4 separate regions of the Mus musculus genome follow, and all the other regions are linked to region 1. A link is a contact called in public HiChIP or PLAC-seq and promoter capture Hi-C data. All regions are on one chromosome and are shown on one strand. Each heading gives the region's core, a stretch centred on a gene start, on an enhancer-like site or on the middle of the called end of the contact. The rest is flanking DNA. Distances are from core to core; before and after follow the strand shown. Region 1 holds the start of Washc5 (WASH complex subunit 5). Region 2 has its middle 65 kb from the start of 4933412E24Rik. Region 3 has its middle 86 kb from the start of 4933412E24Rik. Region 4 has its middle 65 kb from the start of Gm36819.

The links. Promoter capture Hi-C pulls out the DNA fragments that hold promoters and counts their contacts. HiChIP or PLAC-seq counts read pairs in DNA pulled down with a chosen protein or histone mark.
Region 2: a promoter capture Hi-C map of pre-B cells shows a contact between it and region 1, with 2.9 times the contacts expected there. The contact joins the enhancer-like site here to the promoter of Washc5 in region 1. A contact is called at or near these places in 1 of 39 promoter capture datasets (pre-B cells), 1 of 15 datasets of contacts at CTCF or cohesin (the NIH/3T3 cell line), 1 of 115 datasets of contacts at active chromatin or transcription factors (embryonic basal ganglia) and 2 of 9 other capture datasets (adipose tissue and liver).
Region 3: a contact with region 1 is called in an H3K4me3 HiChIP or PLAC-seq map of bone marrow-derived macrophages, with 4 times the contacts expected there. The contact joins the enhancer-like site here to the promoter of Washc5 in region 1. A contact is called at or near these places in 1 of 39 promoter capture datasets (liver), 2 of 15 datasets of contacts at CTCF or cohesin (large pre-B cells and pro-B cells) and 3 of 115 datasets of contacts at active chromatin or transcription factors (bone marrow-derived macrophages, large pre-B cells and memory CD8 T cells).
Region 4: an H3K4me3 HiChIP or PLAC-seq map of bone marrow-derived macrophages shows a contact between it and region 1, with 3 times the contacts expected there. The contact joins the enhancer-like site here to the promoter of Washc5 in region 1. A contact is called at or near these places in 7 of 39 promoter capture datasets (the 3T3-L1 cell line, cranial neural crest, embryonic stem cells and 3 more), 3 of 15 datasets of contacts at CTCF or cohesin (CD8 T cells, the NIH/3T3 cell line and large pre-B cells), 2 of 484 Hi-C or Micro-C datasets (bone marrow-derived macrophages and hematopoietic stem and progenitor cells), 5 of 115 datasets of contacts at active chromatin or transcription factors (the SCID.adh cell line, bone marrow-derived macrophages, large pre-B cells and 1 more) and 2 of 9 other capture datasets (adipose tissue and liver).

What each region holds. Positions count from the first base shown.
Region 1 is chr15:59,372,621-59,375,850 of GRCm38.p6, forward strand. Washc5 (WASH complex subunit 5) reads right to left here and starts at 1,567. Exons shown (of 29, transcript NM_153548.3): 1 at 1,421-1,567. Nsmce2 (NSE2/MMS21 homolog, SMC5-SMC6 complex SUMO ligase) reads left to right here and starts at 1,578. Exons shown (of 7, transcript NM_026746.3): 1 at 1,578-1,735.
Region 2 is chr15:59,949,608-59,952,837 of GRCm38.p6, forward strand. No RefSeq gene overlaps it. Among named protein-coding and RNA genes, the nearest start is that of 4933412E24Rik, 65 kb to the right of the region's middle. Within about 2 kb of position 1,489, at least 68 of the 459 cell types and tissues checked have an H3K27ac peak or open chromatin away from gene starts, as enhancers often do. A contact at or near this core is called in pre-B cells, where this site is marked.
Region 3 is chr15:59,928,857-59,932,086 of GRCm38.p6, forward strand. It overlaps the pseudogene Gm7708. Among named protein-coding and RNA genes, the nearest start is that of 4933412E24Rik, 86 kb to the right of the region's middle. Within about 2 kb of position 1,750, at least 1 of the 459 cell types and tissues checked has an H3K27ac peak or open chromatin away from gene starts, as enhancers often do. A contact at or near this core is called in bone marrow-derived macrophages, where this site is marked.
Region 4 is chr15:59,886,383-59,889,612 of GRCm38.p6, forward strand. No RefSeq gene overlaps it. Among named protein-coding and RNA genes, the nearest start is that of Gm36819, 65 kb to the left of the region's middle. Within about 2 kb of position 1,654, at least 38 of the 459 cell types and tissues checked have an H3K27ac peak or open chromatin away from gene starts, as enhancers often do. A contact at or near this core is called in adipose tissue and bone marrow-derived macrophages, where this site is marked.

The DNA.
Region 1 (3,230 bases), core at 317-2,816:
GAGAGCAGGAGACATAAGTTAGCCAACACATACAAAGAGCACTTGCAAACACCAGTACTCTAACTCTGGGTTGAACTGAATTGTTAATGGCACGGAACAGAACCACAGATCTTAATTCCCTTCTTAATATTACTTTATAGGTTACAAAGTATGGCAGCTTTAGTTTTAGGATCTTGGCATGTAACTTTTTTTTTTTTTTTTTTTTTTTAAATAGGAAGAACCCCTTGTCAAAGGAACGTGTTTTCAAGAATGGCATCTGTTACCCAGTAAGTACAGAACAAAATATCTTTAGAAAATTAAAGTGTAGAGGACAAAAGCAGATGGATTTTTTCTTCTTTTCACAAAACCTCAGATCCCTAAAGAAAGCAGTCTCAAATCCATAACAGAGGCTGTCCCAGAAAAGTTCTGGAATAAGCTGGATCACCCCAATGTGACTCATGAATTTTTAAAATTATATTTATTTTGTGTCCATTGGTGTTTTGCCTGCATGGATGTCTGAGGGTGTTGGATCCCCTGGATCTGGAGTTATAGATAGTTGAGAGTCACCACATGGGTACTTAGAATTGAACCCGGGGCCTCAGGAAAAACAAACAGTCTTAGCCACTGGGCCCATCTCTCAAGTCCTGATTCATTAATTCTTAACATCTAAGACAACTTTCCTTCCTGACCTTTTAATACATGTTGTGGTGACCCCAACCATAAAATCATTTTCATTGATACTTAGTAACTATAATTTTGCTACTGTTAAGAATCATAATGTAAACGTTTATGGAAACAGGTTTGCTAAAGGGGTCATGAAACCCACAAGTGAGAACAGCAGACCTAAGGAAAGAGTCCCTGGCTGTGGTTAGAGATAATAAAACTCCTTCACTATCCCTCATCTATATAGAAATCAAGAGTCCAACTTTTCTTTTCTTTTTTTATGAGTCCAACTTTTAAATTTCCTATCATAGAAGAATCAGGACCCAGTAGAACTACCTGCCCCCAATACAAGGACTACAGCACCATGTCTCAGGTGAGGGAGACTAGGGTATAGAGGAACGACTTGCACAAACTCACAGTGAGCGACAGGACTTTTATTCCCCCCCCCACCCCCCCCCCCACCCCCCCGCGCGCTCTCGCCCATCATCACTCCAGTGACTACTTGATTTTCTGGAGAGTAAGTGCAAGATCAGCCACATTAGCAAGGCACCGCTCCGAGAAACTTGCAAGCTCAGCTATGGGCCAAGTAGCTGAGCATCACCCCAAAAGCTTCAAAGAAGCATGCAAGAGCGATTTCCATGAAGGCGTGGGTGAACATCAGGCGTGCAACCCCAACCCTGCAAGCCCTAGGTTTTCCCGTTGGCTCCGGGGACAGTACCGGACGTGGCCCACGGGGGAAGGAATGGACCTCGAACCCGCAGGCCCGCCTCCGACTCACCTGTCAGCCGTCCGACGCTGGCCGCGTGGACTGGGCGCCCCGGTCCCCGTCTCCCACCCCAGGGATCCCCCTAGAGTCCCGGGCCGCAGAGCGTCAGCTGCCGGGACCCGGGTTTCTGTCCTGGAGTCCCTAGCCCGTCACGTGACCAAGGGGCGGCGGCCCGGGCCCGGGCATCATGTGATCGCTCGCGGGCGCCAAGTGATGACGCAGAGCGCGCGCGGGTCGTTTCAGCCACAGAAGTGGGCTGAGGAAAGGAGTCGGGGTCTGGGCGTGCGACGTTCGGCTAGATATCACCGAGCTAGGTGGGACAGCCAGGTAAGATCCAGGAGGAACCGTGATAGGGGTCTAGCCGGCGTTGTCGCCTCCCTCTGTGCTCTGGGGACCTGGGCCTGAGCCTCTTCACCCGCAGCAACTAGACGGAGGCGGGTTATGCTCACATATGATCACAGGTTATGTGATCAAAACAAAACAAACTGTTTAGAACTGACTTTTGAAACTGAGGCATGAACAGGTAGCTCAGATGGACTCAAGGCCACAGGTGCCATTTCACTTCTGCAGGTGAAGGGATGTGGTAGCCTCGGTGTGAAAAAAGAGGGGGGAAGCGGGGCGGGAGGCAACCTTCTTGGGCACGGGCATGTTGGTGGTGACCCGGAAATGGTAGTAGTTTTTATTATTACTTTGGTAACTTAACGGATTTAGTCCTGCTCATTTCATTTTTGTGAGGCGACGTTTTATATCTTCTAATGCATGTTCCAGTTTAAGGAGATCCCAGCATGAAGGAATGGTAGAAGTCGGCAATTAGCCGTATTAAGTTATATAGTAGAGATGTGTGTTAGGAACTGAGAAGGCGTGTGGAAGAGGAGGAGCCGTGGGCGAGGGAAGGTTTCAGAGAGAAGGGTGTATGCATGCTGAAAACGGAGACACTTCAACTCTTGTCGTATGAGATCACCTTGGATTTAAAGGCGGTCGAACTTTTGGTTTGCTCTATGCCTACTGTAATGCTGTGCAGAAACGTGTTTTCCTATTTAAAACTGGCTTAACTTGACAGCAACTCTTTCATGAATATAAGGGAAGCAAAATAGTGTGCTGAGCCCAATAACTTGGTGAGACTTCAGGAAGTGCTTAACTTTGTTGTAGATTGTCTTGGAGGCTATAGGTACTGGTAACAAAAAGATCGGTGTTATTGGAAAGAGGATCCAAGAAGGGGTTGGTGTAAATCAGTGTTTCTTAACTAATGTGATGATTACGCTTTGTCTTCAGATGATTCCTTGTGGTGAGAGACTGTACTGTACTTGCTAGAATTCTATCAATTCCATAGATGCTGGTCTGTGACACCCCCCAACCCCCCTCCAGTGCCACAGTCAAAAATGCCCCCACGTGATGTTAGAAGTTCCCTGGGGGAGGTGTTAAACCTCCAAACCCTAGGTTAAACCAATCCCCAAGGAATAGTGTTAGAATGTTCAGATGTCAATAAATGAAATACTATATCTATGTAGTTTCAAAAGCATCAGAAACTGATGTCGTAGAGGCTGAGAATTCCCGAGGCCAACTTACCATCAGATTCAGTGTCTGGTGAAGGCATGCTTTCTGGCTTGTAAATGGCATGCACTTGCTGTTTTCTTGGGTGGTAGAAAAGCAAGAGAGCCCTTGGAGCACCCGTTATAAGGGACTAATAATGTTCTGGAGGGTGTAGCTAGTCACCTCGCCAAAGGCCTTATCTTCTAAAACCACCAGTTTGGACATTAGGATTTCAGTATGTAAAGTGGGGATGGGGACCCAAACATTTAGACCTTAGCAGACAGATGAGACT
Region 2 (3,230 bases), core at 239-2,738, 580 kb after region 1:
GTTTCTACAGATGTTAAATAAATCTAAAAGTTAAATAAATCTAAAAAAAATCAAGGCTCCAGGGGCAGTATCATCAAACCTGGGGAGAAAGAACATAAGGAACAGAGGATGGAGGAGTGAGTGCCATGAACATGATGTGGCCATTACTTACATGAATTCAGAGAAGCCCCACTTCTTGCACAAGATCTCCATAAGAACAAGAGAGTTAAAATTTGAGCATAAAGCAGGAAGGGGCTCCTAAGCTCCCTCCCTAATTGAGGTGTTAGTGGCAGTTGGTGGCTGCTGAAGGAGGGAAAGTCATTTCTCTTCTGGGGTAACAGTTATTGGTAGGTTACCTCTGGCGCAGTACATGAGCCCACACACATACAAATATGGGAAGCATTACTTACACTCTTAGTGGTCTACTAGAACACAAATTAGACAGGAAAACAGGGGGTCGTGGAACTATGTGGCTGGAGTGTGGGAAAAGCTGGAGGGAGGAAGTGGGAAGTGGACACGACCAAGATTACATGGCATACAGGTCTAGAATGAAAATAAAATATAGGAAATAAAAATTCACATATGAAAGAGAGAACATGCAAGGTTTGTCTTGCTCCACCCAGGTTGCCTCTCTCAATATATACTATTTTCTGATTCCATCCATTTCTTTATTACTGAGTATCCATTCATCAGCTCACTTCGTATCACACACTAGGCATATTAGCAGGCCTTTTTCCAGCAGCTCTGAAATTGGGATTTTTTTCCTAAGTCACCTGAATTTAAGCTGAATGTTTAGTTTTCTGTGTGCTACTGTCTCCCTCGTTGATCTATAGTTATTATTTTGATACATACCTGGCCTCCTGAGGCTACTCCTATTTCTGTATTGATTTTGGTAAACAGGAGACTTGGGAAGAGATTTTGCTCAAACAGCTGGAATTCATGAAGCTTCCTGGAATTCATGAAGCTCCCTGTTCCTGCTCATGGGTATCTTTTAGACACTGTGTTCTGTCAATGTGCAGGTCGTCCTTGAGACTGTATTCTGTTCATTGGCTATTCACAGATTTCTCATCAGCCATGGATGTTTTGAGAGTTTCGGCGTTGTTCTATGGCTCGAATCTCTCTCTCCTCCCTGAGCATTCAGGCTGTGGTCAGGTCTCTGACTTCAGGCAGAGCTTCTTCTGCCTGCCTACCTCCTGTTACATACTTTCTGCCTGCAAATCTAATTTTTCCTCTCTGGAGAAATGTCTGATGATTTTTACTTTCACTTTCAAAATAGTAATAAGAATTTAGAGGTTGTTTTTTTGATGAAAGCAATGACTCTTCACTTGAGGCTACAAACAGTTTTCTATGAACAAGGGATAAACTGGGCATTTCTGCCTCCATTGTGTGTGTGTGTGTTTGTGTATTTTGCTCTCTGCCATGCTTTCCTGCAGTCACTTTAGATTTCAGAGACAATCTGGTAGATCAGCAACCTCCTCTTCCTGTTCCCCCCTGCTTCTACCCCTCCCTCCTGCTTCTCTTCCTCTTTTGTAGTATTCAGGGTCTCCTACATACTATGTCAGTGCCCTAATACTGAACTATATCCCTAGGCTTCCTTTTTATTTTTGAGACAGTTACCAGTTTGGCCTTGAACTCACTCTGTGGCCTAAGTTGACCTTAGACTTGTAACGTTCATATCTTAGACTTTCAAGTAACTATGACTATAAGTCTGTGCTATCAGGGCTTGCTTCTGACAAAAGCCAAATCTAACTTCTGTACAGTTATTTTCTTACTGAGTCAAGGCTTAACTGACCAATCCTGAGTGATCAGTAAGATAGCATTCTGAACAAGGCTAATCAAGTATAAATGCTTCTCCACTCTCATTTCTATTCCTTCCCCATATCATCTTGAAAGTCATTGGTCAGTACTTCCCTAACTGGACAAAGGACACTTGTTTCTTTTGTCCTTAGTACAGTCACACTGATTAAAATTTTTACTCCCTTTAAACATTAATTTTTCTTTTGTCTCTTGGCCAAGTGCTTGGATCTGATTTATTGGGTCACCTAACAAATATTAAGCACCTGATCAGGGACTTCTGTACAAAAGCTCTTCTGATCCAACTTTTTAGTACCTGCTGTTCTTAGTAAAAAAAAAAATACCGCATCTCTCATCCATTTCCCTCCCTCCCTCCCTCCCTCCCTCCCTCCCTCCCTCCCTCCCTCCCTCCCTCCTTCCCTCCCTCCCTCCTCCCTCTCTTTCCTTCCTTCCTTCCTTCCTTCCTTCCTTCCTTCCTTCCTTCCTTCCTCCCTCCTTTCCTTTTCTTATTCATTAAAAATTGCAGTCTTTCCAGTTTATTTCTTGCCTTTGTTTGGATTCTAGTAGCTTACAGTGAGGTGCTTGTGATAATTTTGTTGACCTTTTACATGTAAGTGCTCAAAGGTTTTTTTAAAAAAATATATTGTATTTTTAATGACTACAGTAACAGAATTTGATTGCTTTATAAATAATAGTTTGATCATAATGGGTCAGAGAAGAGAAACCAGGACTGGGCATGAAGAGTTCTCTTAGGACAAAGGTTAGAGGCTGGGGCAGAAAAGTCTTAATCTAGTTGAGGGGTGGAATGGACTGAACTCACACTGTACTAGAGTATACACAGGGAAGGGGGTTTAACAGATGTGCAACAGTCACCACCAACAGATGGAAAGAATGCCGGCTTCTTTATAGTAAGGGGTGCTTTGTGTTTGTGAGCCATCTTATCAAGTGTAGTTGTTGGTTTATATTGAAACTTTTTCCCCTCTCCAGATTATAGCATATGCAAAGGAGCATATTTCCCCAATGTCTACCATATTGCTAGCCCTAGAATAGCCAATGTCTGTATGTATGTGTGTATATATATATATATATATATATATATATATATATATATATACATATATATATACACACATATATGTATATATACACAAATGTGCATATACATCACATATGCACAGATACATATACGAATATTTATATGTATATGCACCTATGTGTATATATGTATATATAAATACTGTTATATATTTATGGATTTAGTATATATAATACATAACATGTATATATGCATATAATATATAATGTGGATTTATTATATACAATATAATATTATAATCTCATAATATTGTTGTACATATTATATGTTACTCAAATATAATGTTGTGTGTTATAATGTGTCACTCAAAATAAATGCCAGTTCTAATTTTACTCCTTTGCAGCCTCAGTCAAGTGATTTT
Region 3 (3,230 bases), core at 500-2,999, 560 kb after region 1:
CCCACATGGTAGGGTCAAGCACCTGGAACATGGTTCACGCAGTGAGAGATAAATTCTTGCACTTGATCAACAGGGTAGAGGGATCCTAACACACAGCAAGGAGAACAAAGCGTTTACCCCATGACTTATGTTCTGGTGACCACATGGGACCAATTTCAACTACCATTTGAAACCACAGAGAGAGTTTTGTGTGCTGATATGTTTTTTTTTCTTCTTCTTCAAATTTTTAGTAAAAGTAAATGTAACACACAGGATTGTCAGGATCGATCCCACCCTTCTGGGGCCAGTAGCTCCTTTAGAGTCAGAGAGGAAGTATCTTTTAAATCACCATGCAAGTTACTTTCGGAAATTACCACAGTCCCCTGTTCTCTAACTGCAGAAGAGTGCGGACAGGTCCAGGGACAACATTGTGTCACAGCTCCTCCCCATTGGTCGTGTCCCTGAGCGCTTCCTAAGCAGACCCTTAACAAACAAAGGGCAAAGGAAGACTATAATTACCACGTCTCAGCTCTACTGGTCCAGGGAGTCACTGCTGAATGTGGACCAAGAACCTGCACCCCCAGAGGTGTTATTCTGACTAGATGCTATGAAGGGAGAGGGTGCAGGGCATAGAATCCCAAAATAAAAACGAGAGGCACAGTGCCCCATCTCCAGATCATAAAGAGGTAGTCAGTGTGGTGGGTGCTGGGGAGGGGTGCAGGAGGCACGAGCAGGCAGGCAGGGTGCTCTTCAGAATGGAGTCTGCCTACTCACCTTCACTTCTTCACCTTTCCTGAGCAGCCATATCTTCCATGGCTTTACGCACAGTCTCTATGTCTCAGGAACTGCATGGGTTTGTTGAGCTTTGACTTTCTGCCCAATTTATAAACAATGGGAAGGCCAGTTGGTAGGTTCAGTTCCATGACGGCCTCTTCAGATGCTTGATGATACTCTGAAGGTGTTGGCATGGACCACATCAGGACCTTTCCCCCTTGATCTGGGGGACAATTTCTTCAGTCCAGAAGGGCAATGCTCTGGCAATAGTGTCCTTCATGCTGTCACAGGAGGGTAGCGGGTCCTCAGTAAGGTCTGTGTTCCTTACTGATGTCTTCATAGAGGGGATGACTGGGATCTATTGGAGGGGTTGGAGGCATTGTGAGATCGTCTCCAGATCTGCACCAGCTCCTCACCATGCTTGGCAGTAGTTCCTGCTCTATTGAGACCAGTCAGACCCCATTGTGTCACTCACTGAGGCATCAGCTCCCTCCTGGACACTGGCAGCCACATCTGGACTATCCAGACTGATCCAGATTACTCTCTTCTGCACGGAGGTGAAGCAAATGTCAAATTCATAGTCAGCATCTCGCAATGTCTGCCTGTTGTACTTCACCTCCAAGCTGTTCTCTGGGTTCCATGTGCTCTGTGCTGGATCAGCGACAGCTTGTAGGTGGTCATGGCCGTGGCAGGGGATGCTGCTGTGATTCTCATCCCTTTTATTGTTATTGTTATTGTTATTATTATTATTATTATTATTATTATTATTATACAGTACTATCCAGGGATGGAACCCAATGCCTCAGCCTTGTTAGGCAACCATTCTATTACTGATCTATATCCCGGACTCATTTATTACACAATAAAATGTTTATAGTCATATTTTGAGCTGGACTTAAAATTCACATCTTGTGAAGGTCAAGATTCCACTAGAACATGATTAAGTGACTAAGTAAGTTAATGGAATGGGCGACTCTGCCCAGATTATTCAGCCTCACTGAAGAAAGCGTGAAGAGGAAATGGCGTGGCTTCCTTCCTCATGCATTTCTGAGACTGTGACTGATGGCCTGCTTTTAGTTTCTTTTTTTTTTCTTCCTGACACGAAGAAAGTTCATACCCAAAAGGACAATATGGGAGAGAAAATGGTTTTTCTGAGAAGCTGTGATGTTTCAATTTATGGGCTAACTTGGCCAGACAACGGGTGCCCAGAAAACTGCTTAAAATTTCTTCTCAATATGTCTGTGATTAGACATTACTGACACTACTGCGCATGACTGAATGTGATTAGAACAGAAGTTAGTAGACAGGGAAAAAACAGATCACTTTCTAACCTAGCACCAATAAGTAGACCTGCTCCATGCCCTTGAAGTTCTAAATAGAATATAAGGCATAGGAAGGAGAGAACCACGCTCTCTGCTTCACTGCTTTTGACACAGTCCTCTGTATAAGAAACAGCACCTAGGCTGTTGGCTTGCTGCTCTCAGACTTCCCGGCTCTAACTGGAATTGTGTCCCCTAGAACCTCTCCATCGTATAGGCAGCAGATCATAAGACTGACCTCTCACAATCTGCATTACAAGATACTGTTCTTCATTAAGGATTTGACTTTCTGGATAATCTTGGTTCATGTAGAACCTTATATATGTAAGTGATGGTTGATACTGATTATCAACTTGACCGGATCTGGAATTACACACAAGACAAGTCTTTGGGTGTGTTTGGGGGAGTTTTCTTGATTGGATTCATTAAGGTAGGAAGAATCACCCCAGTTGTGGGCAGCACCATACCAAATGCTGATGTCCTGGACTGAATGAAAAAAAGGCAACTGTTCTACCAGAATTTCTTGGTCTTTGGTCTTTGCATCTTGACTGCAGAGACAAAGTGACCTCCTATTACAGCAGGCCATGGAGATGAGCTGGCTATTTTTCCATTAACAAACAAACAAACAAACCAACAAACAAACAAACCAACCAACCAACCAACCAACCAACCAACCAACCAACCAACCAACCAACCAACCAACCTTTCTTTCCTTGAGTTGCTTCTTGTCAGGCATCAAGCACCATGGGAATTAACTAAATGCACGAAATGGGGAGAGGCGGTAAACCAGAACTATAGTGAATGGTCTTTTGTTAGTGCCAGAACTGGTTCTAATCCTAACCTTGCTGATGATCAGATGTGTGAGGTTGGGCACTGGACTCTCCTGAGTACCCTAGCTGCTTTTTCTGCTAAACGAGCATCAGCTTCAGAGTAGAGGTTTCTGTTTGCCACCCAATATCCACATGGCCTTTTATGCTTTCTAATCAGTCTCCTGTCCGTACGGAAGCCAATCACGGCAACAGTTTTGGAATGGAATACTTTCCTGGTCAAGGAGACACAGGCACAATTTTGTTTGCCAGTGCATCTGGATCTGAGGTTTGGAGCTATTGTGATCATGCTGTGGCCTCGAGGAGTCAGGGTGTCTGAGCACAGTAGAGG
Region 4 (3,230 bases), core at 404-2,903, 510 kb after region 1:
AAAGTGCATGACCTGTAAGTGTGAACACACTCATGAATATTTCCCAAGGGAATAAGCCTTGCCATCAGGACTAGGAAGTGGAATTATCAGTTTCCCAGATTTGATAATACCTTAGTCAGACCACCAAATTTTCTTCTTGTTTTACTTGTGGAAACTATAGTAATAACCTCCAGACATGAAGGCTAGCTTCTAACTTTGTGTGGATGGAGTCTTTCTGTCTCTCTGTCTCTGTCTGTCTCTATATCTCTGTTCCTGTCTCTGTCTCTCTGTCTCTGTCTCTGTCTCTCTCTCTTACACACACACACACACACACACACACACACACACACACACACACACACACACAGAGTTATGGTAGCTTGCCTAGTCTCACTGTTACAGTGATTTATTCCATAGGCCACAATATATCTGCCTGCTCCATTCATTTGAACTGTTACTGGTTCTTGGTTACTGTATTGGCTGGTTTTGTGTCAACTTGACACAAGTTGGAGTTCTCACAGAGAAAGGAACCTCCCTTGAGAAAATGCCTCCATGAGATCCAGCTGTAAAGCATTTTCTCAATTAGTGATCAAGGTGGAAGGGCCCATTGTGGGTGATGCCATCTCTGGGCTGATAGTCCTGGGTTCTATAAAAGAGCAAGCTGAGCAAGCCAGGGGAAGCAAGTCAGTAAGCAGCACCCCTCCATGACTTCTGCATCCATTCCTGCCTCCAAGTTCCTACCCCGTGTCAGTTCCTGTCCTGACTACCTTTGGTGCTGAACAGCAATGTGGAAGTGTAAGCTGAATAAACCCTTTCCTCCCCAACTTGCTTCTTGGCCATGATGTTTTGTGCAGGAATAGAAACCCTGACCAAGACAGCTACTATCTATATTAATAGCATATATACTTACATATACAGTATATTACAAACCAATTAATTATATTAATACATATGATATATTAATTGTTTATTATATTTTATATCTGTCTAGATCAGCTTGTGACTCTGTTCTAATAAAGGTCTTCAGGTACAAATACCTATCAGTTATTTGATGAAAGAAAGACTTATTACTCGAAGAAGTCACTCATAAAGTGCTCCCAAGAGAAGCCCTGATCCTTTGTGGAACAGGAAGTTCAGGAGCGTCTGAGAGAGGAGTTGAGTGAATAGAAGTCCTTAGTGAGAGAGGAGGAGGAGAGTTGCAGTGAGCATGTCCACATGAAGGCCATGTCCTGGGGAGGAAATAGACAGGAGCAGGGATGGGGTCAGGGGTTAAGTGGGAAGCTAAACTCTGGATGGCATTAGCTTGAGTCTTATGCTGACAGATGGGAGGGAGCTGTAGATGTTTTTGGAATGTAGAATGATTTTTTTTTTTGGTCTCTTTAATTTTTAAAAAGGAAGTTAAATTGTCTGTGGTTGCCTTGGAGATCTGAGGGGAAATGACAGAAGGACTGGGAGCTGGGTTAAAAGGCGGTGGCACAGGTTCCTGTGTATGTTAATGAGGTTGCTGGTGGGACAGAAAAGACCTGCAGGGAGAAGCCTGGGAAAAGAAGAAGCAGAGAAAACAGTTGTTCCAAAAAGCAAGGCCAGGAAGAGGCAGCTAACCATGGCTGTAGGGAGTAGGGTTTGCAACAAAATGGGTGCAAGGCAGATTGGGGAAGTGAATCTGCGGATGTGAGTCACACCAGGGATCGCTCCCTTAAAGGTTTGCTTTCCCCCATGACACTGGGATGAGATGATCTGTCAGTCTGGAGTGTGTGTGAGTTCAGTGGAGGACCCAGAGTCAGGTGTGAAAAGCGTATTCTGAAAATGAAGCACAAAATAGGGCAGAGACCGGCAGAGTAAACCCCCAGCCCTTTGCCATAGTTAACAGAAACTTAGCTTCCTCTCTAATCTCTGCAGTGTCATTCCCAGCATTTGTTATGTGTAAAGTCCTGGTTCCTGCTATCCTGCCTGCTTGCAGTGTGGGTCTCCCTGGGCTCCTGCTGGGTCTGTTTTATTGCTCTTTTCAAATAATCAGCTTTTGGCTTTCCTTTATCCTGTTTTGTGTTTGGCTTCCAATTTAGTAGCATCCTCTCATCTTTATTATATATTTCCCTCTGTGTTCTTTGGATTTATTTTGTCCTTTCCCGAAGTGATTGCAAGTTGAGCTCATTAACTTTCAATCGTTCTTCTTTTTCTAATATAATATTAAAGGCTGTAATTTCTGTCTAAATATCATGTTAGGTGAATTTGTGTCTTTATAATCATTTAGTTCAAAATATTTTCTAATTTCCATTTTGATTTATCCTTTGATCTTTACAAACATGGCAAAGATCACAGAATATGATTTCATTTTCTTTCTTTCTCTCTTTCCTTCTTTCTCTCTCTTTCCTTCCTTCCTTCCTTCTTTCTTTCTTTCTTTCTTTCTTTCTTTCTTTCTTTCTTTCTTTCTTTCTTTCTTCATGAGTTTTATTGTGCTTGAAAGTGCTTGGTCATTCATTCATTATTTGGCTTTCTCTTTAGAAGGAATTTTTCCTTCCCTTCCTTCCTTCCTTCCTTCCTTCCTTCCTTCCTTCCTTCTTTCCTATCTTCTTTCCTTCCTTCCCTCCTTCTTTCCTTCCTTCCTTCTTTCCTTCCTTCTTTCCTTCTTTCCTTCCTTCCTTCCTTCCTTCCTTCCTTCCTTCCTTCCTTCCTTCTTTCCGTCTTACATTTCTTTCTCTTTCTTGTGTGCATTCACAGGCCAATGAATCATCAATGATCATTCACATGATCAGAGGATGTGCCAGAGTCAGTTCTCTTTATCCACTGTGTTGGTCCCAGGAATGTAATTCAGTTTGTCAGGCTTGGCAGCAAGCACTTTCATTCAGCCTTCTTGCTGGCCCCTCTCTTTTTCTGATGTTAGCTCACGCTGATGATCTAGAACAGTTGCCAGTAGACTATGAAAGCCTGTGAGCCCAACCATGGCCCATATTAATTATTCTTATGTTGCTGTCACAAATACTTTATAGAAGCCATTTGAGAGAGGAGAGATGTATTTTGTCTCATGGATCAGGGGATGTCTTCCATTATGGCACAGAAGGGACACAGGTAGGGTCACCTGCAGCCATGGTGATAGGAACTTACCTATTGCTAAAAGGTAAAGACACCTCACATGGCATCAATCAGGAAGCAAAGCGCCAGGACCGAAGTGGAGTGGCCTACAACCCATAAGGCCTACCTCTAAGGCCCTAAGCCGGCCAGTTGGGCTCTATGCCCTTTCTCCAGTTGTGCCT